Linked DNA regions of Muntiacus reevesi: region 2 is linked to region 1. The links are chromatin contacts, called in public Hi-C maps. All regions are on one chromosome and are shown on one strand. Each heading gives the region's core, a stretch centred on a gene start, on an enhancer-like site or on the middle of the called end of the contact. The rest is flanking DNA. Distances are from core to core; before and after follow the strand shown. Region 1 holds the start of CHMP4B (charged multivesicular body protein 4B). Region 2 holds the start of RALY (RALY heterogeneous nuclear ribonucleoprotein).

The links. A called contact is a pair of places that touch in the nucleus more often than the background predicts.
Region 2: a Hi-C map of muscle shows a contact between it and region 1, with 4 times the contacts expected there. The contact joins the promoter of RALY here to the promoter of CHMP4B in region 1. A contact is called at or near these places in 2 of 3 Hi-C or Micro-C datasets (blood and muscle).

What each region holds. Positions count from the first base shown.
Region 1 is chr2:61,583,608-61,587,903 of mMunRee1.1, reverse strand. It overlaps CHMP4B (charged multivesicular body protein 4B), which reads right to left and starts at 2,351. Exons shown (of 5, transcript XM_065921840.1): 1 at 1,977-2,351. The coding sequence starts at 2,166. It overlaps ZNF341 (zinc finger protein 341), which reads right to left. Exons shown (of 16, transcript XR_010661471.1): 16 at 2,453-3,088.
Region 2 is chr2:61,730,360-61,735,091 of mMunRee1.1, reverse strand. It overlaps RALY (RALY heterogeneous nuclear ribonucleoprotein), which reads right to left and starts at 3,246. Exons shown (of 9, transcript XM_065921844.1): 1 at 2,806-3,246.

The DNA of each region.
Region 1 (4,296 bases), core at 1,102-3,601:
CTCTCACTACCTCTGTGAACAACAGAGGATCCGGACTGAGGGAGAGTCATGAAAGAAAAATGCTAAAGACAGCAAAATCTAACCCTGCTTTCCATCTCTGGAACTACAACTGGAGTCCAAGCTGCAAATGCCCAGCTGCCTCTGTCCTTACCCGTCTCCCCTCTCCCATTCTCAACCCCCATTCCAATTCTCACCCCCACAAGTCTACTTTCCAAAGAGAGGCCCGATGGTGTTTTTAAAACGGTGTGAATGATTAGGACAGCCATAATTACCCTCCAACAGTTTTCCATCCACTTGGAATAAAATCTAAACTCTTCACCAGGAAGTTCAAAGTCCACTCCACACCCACTTACATTATACCACTCTCCTCTTCAGTCACTATATTCCATAAACAGAGGTCTTCTGTTTCTTAAAAGAGGCCAATCTCTGGGCCTTTTCCACTGCTGTCTGCTTGCCAGGAAGGCTTCTCCCCTAGACTTTTACAGAACTAGTAACTTCTCAAGGTTCAGTTCAAACTTGACCTTTTCCAAGAGGACTTCCCTGACCACCTTATCTAGAGTGGCACCCCTTCCCAGCCCATCACTCCCAATCTGTTTTGGTTTTTTTTTTTTTAGCACTTTCCACCACTAGACAATATTTTCTTCATCTATATTCCTGTTTTCTCCCTCATAAGGGTGGAAGCTGTGTTCTGTTTACCCTCTGAATACCATGCAAAAGAATTTCCAGAGTATCTGTTGACTATCATCAGCAAATGAGCATCCTCAGGATGGGTTATTCCACTCCTCTGTTAGAATGATGAAAACATCTAATTAACCCTACTATATGCTGGGCACTGTAAATCCACGATCTTCCTTTCAGAGGTAAATTCACAAGCTCAAGGTCACACAGCTAGTGACTTGCAGATTTCTCAGTTAAATACTTGTTTGTAAAGCTCCTAAACCCCTCTCACCTTTCCAGTTTCTCAGGGGAAGGGTTGTCATGCTACGGTTCACCCTCCTATTGTCGTAACAACGAGAAAAATCAAATATTTCTAAACTGCTTTATAGTTATTAAAGCATTTTTACATTCACTGACTTAAGAGGAATACAAACCACTAGCCCAGAAAGCCATACAACAGTAAGTAAAGTGCCTCAGAGTTCAACAGCCCCGCCCAGAACCACAATAGTGGGAACTGGGGGAGGAGTCAGGGCCAATAGAGGAAAGGAATCCTTATTTCTGGTACACAGGGATCCAGAAGCGGTGAGTCACCGGGTGAAGGCTTGCGCTACGTGAAACTCTGATAAAGCAACAAGAAGTGAATCACAAGAGCTGGAAGGCACTTTAGGCCTACAGAGGACAAACCCTGCCTCATGGACGGGGGAAATGAGGTTCAAGAAGAAAAGTAACTTGTTCAAGTTCACTCAGCAAGTGAACAGAGCGGGAACCAGGGAGTCTCCTCTCCCCAAGTTCCCTTTTCTCTCCATCTAGCCTTTCAAGGAGAATTCTGAGTCAGGAGATGGGGACAGGCCAGGGACAGCTCATGGACTCCACAGAGGAATCGGGAGAGAGCAGGGGTGAGACCAGGAAGGACACAAGTGTTGGGAGGCAGGGATGAAATGAGCCAAGGAGGCAACGGCAGCATCTGCGAAGGGGGGTTGGGGGGTGAGAGCAGGCAAGAGGGAGGAGGAAAAGGCGGAAGGGAAAGAGAGTGAAGGTGGAAGAAGAAGAGGAAGAAGTGCTGTGAAATTAGGGTCTGAAGGGGCCTGGCAGAGTGGGGAGAGCCTGAGACGAGAGGGCTGGAATGACAGTGTGATGATGGATGAGTCCAAGGCTCCGGGAGACACTGAAGGGAGTCAGATGGGGAAGGGTCCCGGACCCAGGAAGGCAAGGAAGGGAGTCTGACAAGCTAAGAGTTCCAGGATCCGAGCAAACACTGGAGCAAGTCTGACGAAGGTAGAGTCCGGCCAAGGCAGTCAGAGGGGGCCCGGCCGACTCACCGCGCTTGTTTTTAGTGCCGTGCTTCTTGGCAGCCGTCAGCTCCTGCTCGATCTTCTTCTCCAGGAATTCCTGCTTCTTACTTAGCATCTCCTCCGTGTCCCGAAGCCTCTGGATGGCCTCCTGGGGGGTCGGGCCGCCCTTGCCGGCCTTACCCCCTCCAGCCCCGAACAGCTTCCCGAACACCGACATGGTTGCTGCTAGCCGCGCCGGCCTGCGCCGCCCGCTCCGGCTCGGCTCGGCTCGGCTCGGCTCGGCTCCGGCACCCGCTCTTCTTCCCGGCACTCCCTGCCGCCGCAGGCCTCTCCGCCACCTCCGCCCCGCAGCTGGGCCCGACCGCGCCACCTCCCACAGGCCCCCACGCCCGGCCCGGCAGGCGTCAGGGAAACACGCCGCTGACTACAACTCCCGGTGGGCAACGCGCCGGCCGTGCTTCAAAGCTAATGGACGGAGGCGCGCTGCATGCCGGGAGGCTATAGTCTTCCGGCTGAAGGCACTCGGCGGCGCGTCTTTTTGGTCTAGCTAGGATCAAAGGGCAGGATTGCATGCTGGGAAATGTAGTCTCCTTGGAACTAGTTTTGTGGTGGGGGGGGCGGGTAGAAAAACAAGAAGAGAAGTAAGAATATTTTATAAAACAGTAAGTAAAGTTATGCACTTTCTATGATCCAAGCATTGTGAAAAGTGCTTTACTTGCATTATCACATTTAATTATCACAAGCTTGTGAGAGAGAATACTCTTACTATTTTCAGTTCAGTCGCTTAGTCGTGTCCGAGTCTTTGCGACCTCTTGAACCGCAGTACGCCAGGCCTCCCTGTCCATCACCAACTCCCGGAGTCCACCCAAACCCGTGTCCATTGAGTCGGTGATGGCATCCAACCATCTCATCCTCTGTCGTCCCTTTCTCTTCCTGCCCTCAATCTTTCCCAGCATCAGGGTCTTTTCAAATGAGTCAGCTCTCCGCATCCGGTGGCCAAAGTATTGGAGTTTTAGCTTCAACATCAGTCTCTCCAGTGAACACCCAGGACTGATCTCCTTTAGGATATACTTACGATTTTGTAGGTGAGTAACAAGACTCAGGTTTCCCAGGTGGCTCAGTAGTAAAGAATTCACCTGCTAAATAAGAGATACAGGCCAGTCACTGGTTGGAGAAGATCCCCTGGAGGAGGAAACGGCAACCCACTCCAGCATTCTTGCCTGGAGAATCCCATGGACAGAAGATCCTGGTTGGCTACTGCCCAAGGGGTTCGCAAAAATTTAGGTACACCTTAGCAACTGAACAGCAACAACCAAGACTCAGAAATGGAGTGGCTGACTAGCTTAACTTACTAGCCATGTCTTCACATACGCTGTTCCTCTACCTGCAATGCCTTTCTATGCTTTATTCACCTAACTGATTCTTTGAAACCTAGTTCTTACTTCTCTTCTAACAGCAAAGCTAGACTGCAAAGGTTCAGAACCCTCCTTGAATACTTACTTGGACACGTTACTTCCCTTCCTCTGTGTACGACCCTTTCCAAAACTGTAAACTGGAGATAACAGGACCACCTCTGAGCTTGTGTGAGATAGGGAGTGTTAGATGCTTACTTAGCATAGGCCTAGCACAGTAGGTGCTCAGAAATGTGTATTTTATTCTAGGTCATCATTATGCACAATAGCAATTAAACCAGGACAAGACTCAAAACTTTCAAAAGTAGCAGAAGTATTGAGGGTTGTTTTTATTTCATTTTCTTGCCCATTCATTACAAAGGCCAACTGGTTATGGGTTCACATATCATTGTTTTCCTTTGTCTTTTACTGTCAAGAATCATTTCTCTATTATCAGTGTGTCTAGTAGCTAATATTTCCCTCAAGCCCACAAATCTAATTTGCTTCTTCCAGTCTTTTGCATTAGTAAACCAGTTCTAAATACACCTGTTGTGAATGAGGAGCTGAAGTGCTTGCCTATGAAGAAAAACTTAACTTCTTTTTTTTTTTTAATCACTTCCTGCCTGGACTCTGTTGCCTAGGAACAGTTTCAGATAAATGAGAGCTTAATGGAACTTCTCTATTATTTCACATATATTAGTCTTGTCTCCTCCCAGACTATTATCTACATATAAACAAAAACAAGTTTTGAATGTGGTCCTTGATATTTTGTTGCTGTAGCTGCCACAACCCCAGCCTGCACCTATAGGTAACTATTCCCAGAGGATGAGAGAGTCCATCTCACCCAACTTTCCAGGTTGGAAACACTTTTTCAAATGTAAGAGACATGCTAGAATTGTCAAGAATTCTCAGCAACATAAATTGTGAAACATAAGCCAGACTTGAGTTTGTTTTGT
Region 2 (4,732 bases), core at 1,997-4,496, 150 kb before region 1:
CAAATATTGCATGATTCCATTTATATGAAGTATTGAGAGTAATCAAATTCACAGAGACAGACAATAGAATGGTAGTTGCTAGGAGGGAAAAAGGAATGGGAAATAAGTGTATGTAGCTTCAGTTGAAGAAGATGAAAAAGTTCTAGACACAGATGGTGATTAGTTGCACAACAATGTAAATATATTTAATGCCATAGAACTGTATGTTTTAAAATGGTTAAAATGGTAAAATTTTATCTTATATGTACCTTTACCAAAAAAAAGCATACCAGCTTTAAAATTATATTGTCTGCAGTTATCAATTACATGACCCTGAGCAAGTCATATAAACTCTCTAACTCTTGTTTCTTCTGCAAAATGGGTTTAATAATAGTAGCTAATTCACACAGTAACTCTTGAGAGCTAAATGAGATACTTCACACAAAGTCCTTAATCTAGTGACTGGTACATGGAAAGTACTTAACAAATGTTAGCCTACTGCCACAATGCACTTCTCACAGCCATTTCTCATAGGCCCCACACAACCCTGTGAGAGTTTACAGATAAAGAAAGTGAGGCTCAGAGAATCACAATGAGTGGCCAAGTTCACTGTGACAGAGCAAATCAAATCCTTTGCCCATAAGAGATGTCCTGTCCTCTCCACTTGTTAATTTGGTGATCTAAGGCAAGTGCCCTAAACCTTGCTATGTTTCAATTCTCAACTAGAGCTGTAAAAAAGGAAATATAAACCAAATGCTACCAGCTACCTCACAGAACTAGATGAGAAATGAAATCAGATAATGGTTACAAAAGAGAACTATAAAACATAAACAAAGCACTATGCAACGAAAGTGGTAATTTATGAGAGTGCCTGCTTTACCAGTCACTAAAGGACAAATATTGCATGATTTGTTTTGCAGCGCACAAAACCTGGCCTCCTTTTAATGCTGGGACTAAACAACTTCCTGGTGATTTCATTTCACTCGGGATTCCGGGTCTTAAGGCCTGAATAAGTAGTTTAGTGTTCTTTCAAAAGGTGGCAAGCTATGGTACCCAGAAACAAAAATATTACTGGGAAAAATATATATATATATTACTGGACTGGGAGTCAGAAGACCGAAATCCTAGTTCTGATTCTGTCACTAAAGCAGTCTGTGACTTTAGACAACTTACTTACCCTTTCCGAGGTTCAGTTAACCGGAAAGAGGGAAAAGGCAGGAAAAAAAGTTAAGACTAGAGAGGACCCCTTGGCAGCCCTATTTACCACTACTCTTAAATCCACGATCTTGCAAAAGGGATCCTCCAGACTCCAGAGAACTACAGCAAATATCAGGAGACTCGAGACCTGGCCTAGGAACACCCCTGCCTGATCTTTAGACACCAGACATCAAACACACTGGAAAACCAGAACACTTGCCAAAGTTAATTTTAGTCCACTTTTACCCCTCTGGGCCTTATCTGAAAATAAGAGAAATAAATCTCTAGTTGAAAGCAGCAGAGTCTGAGCAATTGACTTGAGCCACTTTCTGCTCCCCCTTCTTTTAAACACTATAGAATGGGCAAGATGTGGAGGAACATGCCATAAACAAAAGATGGACCTCACTGCTTTAAATGACCTACGCCTTCCTTGAGCCAAAACCCCAGGGAACTTTAGTATGCTGGAAATCTGGAGTCCTCTGTATCCATCCACTTCTAAGGGGCAATATTAGCAAGAAATCTGTAAGAACTTCCTTTCCCTCCGGCCTCGCACAGATCCAGGATGGAATTCCATCCATAGTGGACACTGACCCGTGAACGAGGAAGGACGGAGACAGGTCTCTCATCTAATGATGTGACTCCAAATCCGTTCTGCACTAAGAGATTACACAAGCGCACACTAAGAAATAAATAACAGACACCAGCACTACGGCTTTACACTTCGGTGGCTACACACTGTGATTTGGAACATATTCTTTAACCTCTCGGAGCCTTGATTTCTGTTTTTGTAAATGGGGGTAACCTCAGAAGGCCGTCTTGAGCATTCTATGGAACAGCTGCCGAAGTTCCTGCGTCAAGTCCGTTAAATGTTACCTGTTGGTATTAAACACTTCTCTCACACATCAGTTTCCTCCCTGAATCCACAAAATACCCTGCAAGGCGACTTTCTTTCTCCCGGTTCACTGAAAGGCAAACTGAGGCTCGGCCGGGAAGAGGCTGCGTGAACTGCGGCGCGCGGCCCCAGCTCGAGGGCCTGCTGTTGTTCCTCTAAGAAGCCCAAGGTGTGCCACGAGCCCAGGACCGGGAGAGGCGGGGACCGAGGAGGCACTCAGGTCCTTAGGGAGCCAAGCGGGTCCAGTTTTGCGCGCCTCGGGGACCCCGCAGACCCAGCCCGGGAGGGAGAGTCGGAAAATGCCCCAGCTATGGGCCGGAGCCGGGGCCGGGCCCGCCCGAGGCCTCCCCGGCGCGGCCTCCACTCCCCCCTCCTCCCCTCGGCGGGCGGGGCGGGGCGCGAGCACAAAAGACTCCAACTTCCGAGCGGGCGCAGGCCCACCCCGCCAACTCCTGGCCCAGGCCCGGCCCGCGGAGAGGAGGCGGGCAGGGAACGCCAGGGTGGCCGGGAGCGGGAGCGGGCGGGCCCGGCCGGCGACCCAAGGCGGCGGGGCCGAGTGGAGGGGAAGGTGCGGGGGAGGGGGGGCTGGGAGTTACTCCGGCTCCCGGACTCCCAGAAGGGCCGAAAAGAGTTTCTAAAAATAGGCAGCGGTCCGCGCGAAGAGGTGGGTGACCGAAAAGGAACCAGGAGCACCCACTCCCCGCACCTTGAAGGAGACGCCCGCGGCCCCCACTCACCCGCTCTGAGAGGTCTGGAGGAAGCCGCGCGGCGCGGAAGGAGGCGGTGCCGCCGCACTCGCGGGCGGAAGGGCGGGAGCGAGGGAGGGAGGAAGAAAGCGGCCCCGGCCGCAGCGTGAGGAGCTGAGCACACGCGCGGGAGTCGCCCCCGTCGCCCCCTCGGTTTCTCTCGGCTCAGCCCTCCCTGCGCCCGCGCTGCTCGCGCACCCCGCCGCACTGACAGCGGTGCGAGCCCAGCAGCCGCGAGTCCTTCCCTTGGCCCGGACCACTGAGGCGCGCGGCGGTGGGGGTGCCCGGAGCGGCTCTCTCAGCTCGGCTCCGCCCGCTGTTCCGGCCTTGGCCCTGCCACCCCTTGCCCCCGCCGAGGTCTCCAGAGAAGAGCCTGGAGACGCTCGCGCGGCGTCCGCAGCCCCGCCCTAACAGCCTGGCTCCCGAGACGCAGCTGCTCTTCCCACCCCCTCAACCTAGCTTTGGAAAAGTCCAGAGCTTCGGCGGGGAGAAGAGAAAGGAGGGGTCGGGGCGGGGCCTAATGGGGAGGAAGGCCTGAAGTGGGAGCCCGAGGAGGCGGGGCTAGGGCGGGAGGAGATAGACGCTCTCTTAAACCAGTACGGAGCGTAAGGGGGGGCGGGGCCGATAGGGTGCTAAGGCCGAGAAGAGAGGCGCGCAAGACAAGTATGGAAGGCAGTGGCGGTCTCGCAGACCCGGGAAGGCCGAGCATGAAAAAGAGGGGGAGTGGGTGGGGCGGCGCCTACCCAGAGGAGGGGTCAAGAGTGGAGGGAGGCCCCGGCGAGCTTGGGGGAGTAGGGGCCTTTAGAGGAGGGTGTTGGAGACGGGGGCTGAAGAAAAGCCTAAAAGGGAGGAGAGATTGAAGCGGGACAGAAGGAGGCGGGCCCGGAAGCCGAACCAGGAGGAGGGAACCCGAAGGTGGCCACTTGAGGAGGAGCCGGAAGGAGGGCGATGGGGGTGGGGCGGGAGGAGGAAAGTAGGGCTGGAGGCGGGCGGAGCTTGAAGAGGGGGCCCAAACAAGTTGTCGGTGGGCGGTGCCGGGAGGATGCGGAAGAGAAGAAGTAGGAAGGAACGCCAGGTCCTTTCACTTTCATGGGAGCCTGGTGCGCGGACAGGGCCAGGGTCCACGCTGTTGGTTGGGACTGGGCGCAGACGCCGCCGTGAGGGGCGGGAGGAGGTGACACTTACACCTGAAAAACAATGTTAAATTCGAGTAACTTAATCTTTCCGGGGTGCAGGAAATGTTATAACTGGATCTCGATCCGGATGTTTGTCCTGCCTCCTGAATATTTCTCCTACCGAAAACTCACCTAAATCAGTAGTGCAACCTCCGCGGAGCAGTGGGTGGATTCCCAGAGCACGCGAGGACCGTAAGCGCTTCAGCTGTAGACTTCCCTGAAGGCTGGAAAGATAAGATTCTCCATGCATCGTCTGACTTATGATTCTGTGATTGTATTTTTCACATCCCAGTAAGAGACTTTATTTTGGGGGGCTCCAAAATCACTGCAGATGGTGACCGCAGCCATGAAATTAAAATACACTTGCTCTTTGAAAGAAAAGCTATGACCAACCTAGACAGCATATTAAGAGGGACGTTACCAACAAAGGTCTGTCTAATCAAAGCTATGGTTTTTCCAGTAGTCATGTATGGATGTGAGAGTTGGACTATAAAGAAAGCTGAACGCCAAAGAATTGATGCTTTTGAGCTGTGGTGTTGGAGAAGACTCTTGAGAGTCTGTTGGACTGCAAGGAGATCTAACCAGTCCATCCTAAAGGAAATCAATTCTGAATATTCATTGGAAGGACTGATGCTGAAACTCCAATACTTTGGCCACCTGATGCGAAGAACCGACTCATTGGAAAGACCCTGATGCTGGGAAAGATTGAAGGCAGGAGGAGAAGGGGACGACAGAGGATAAGA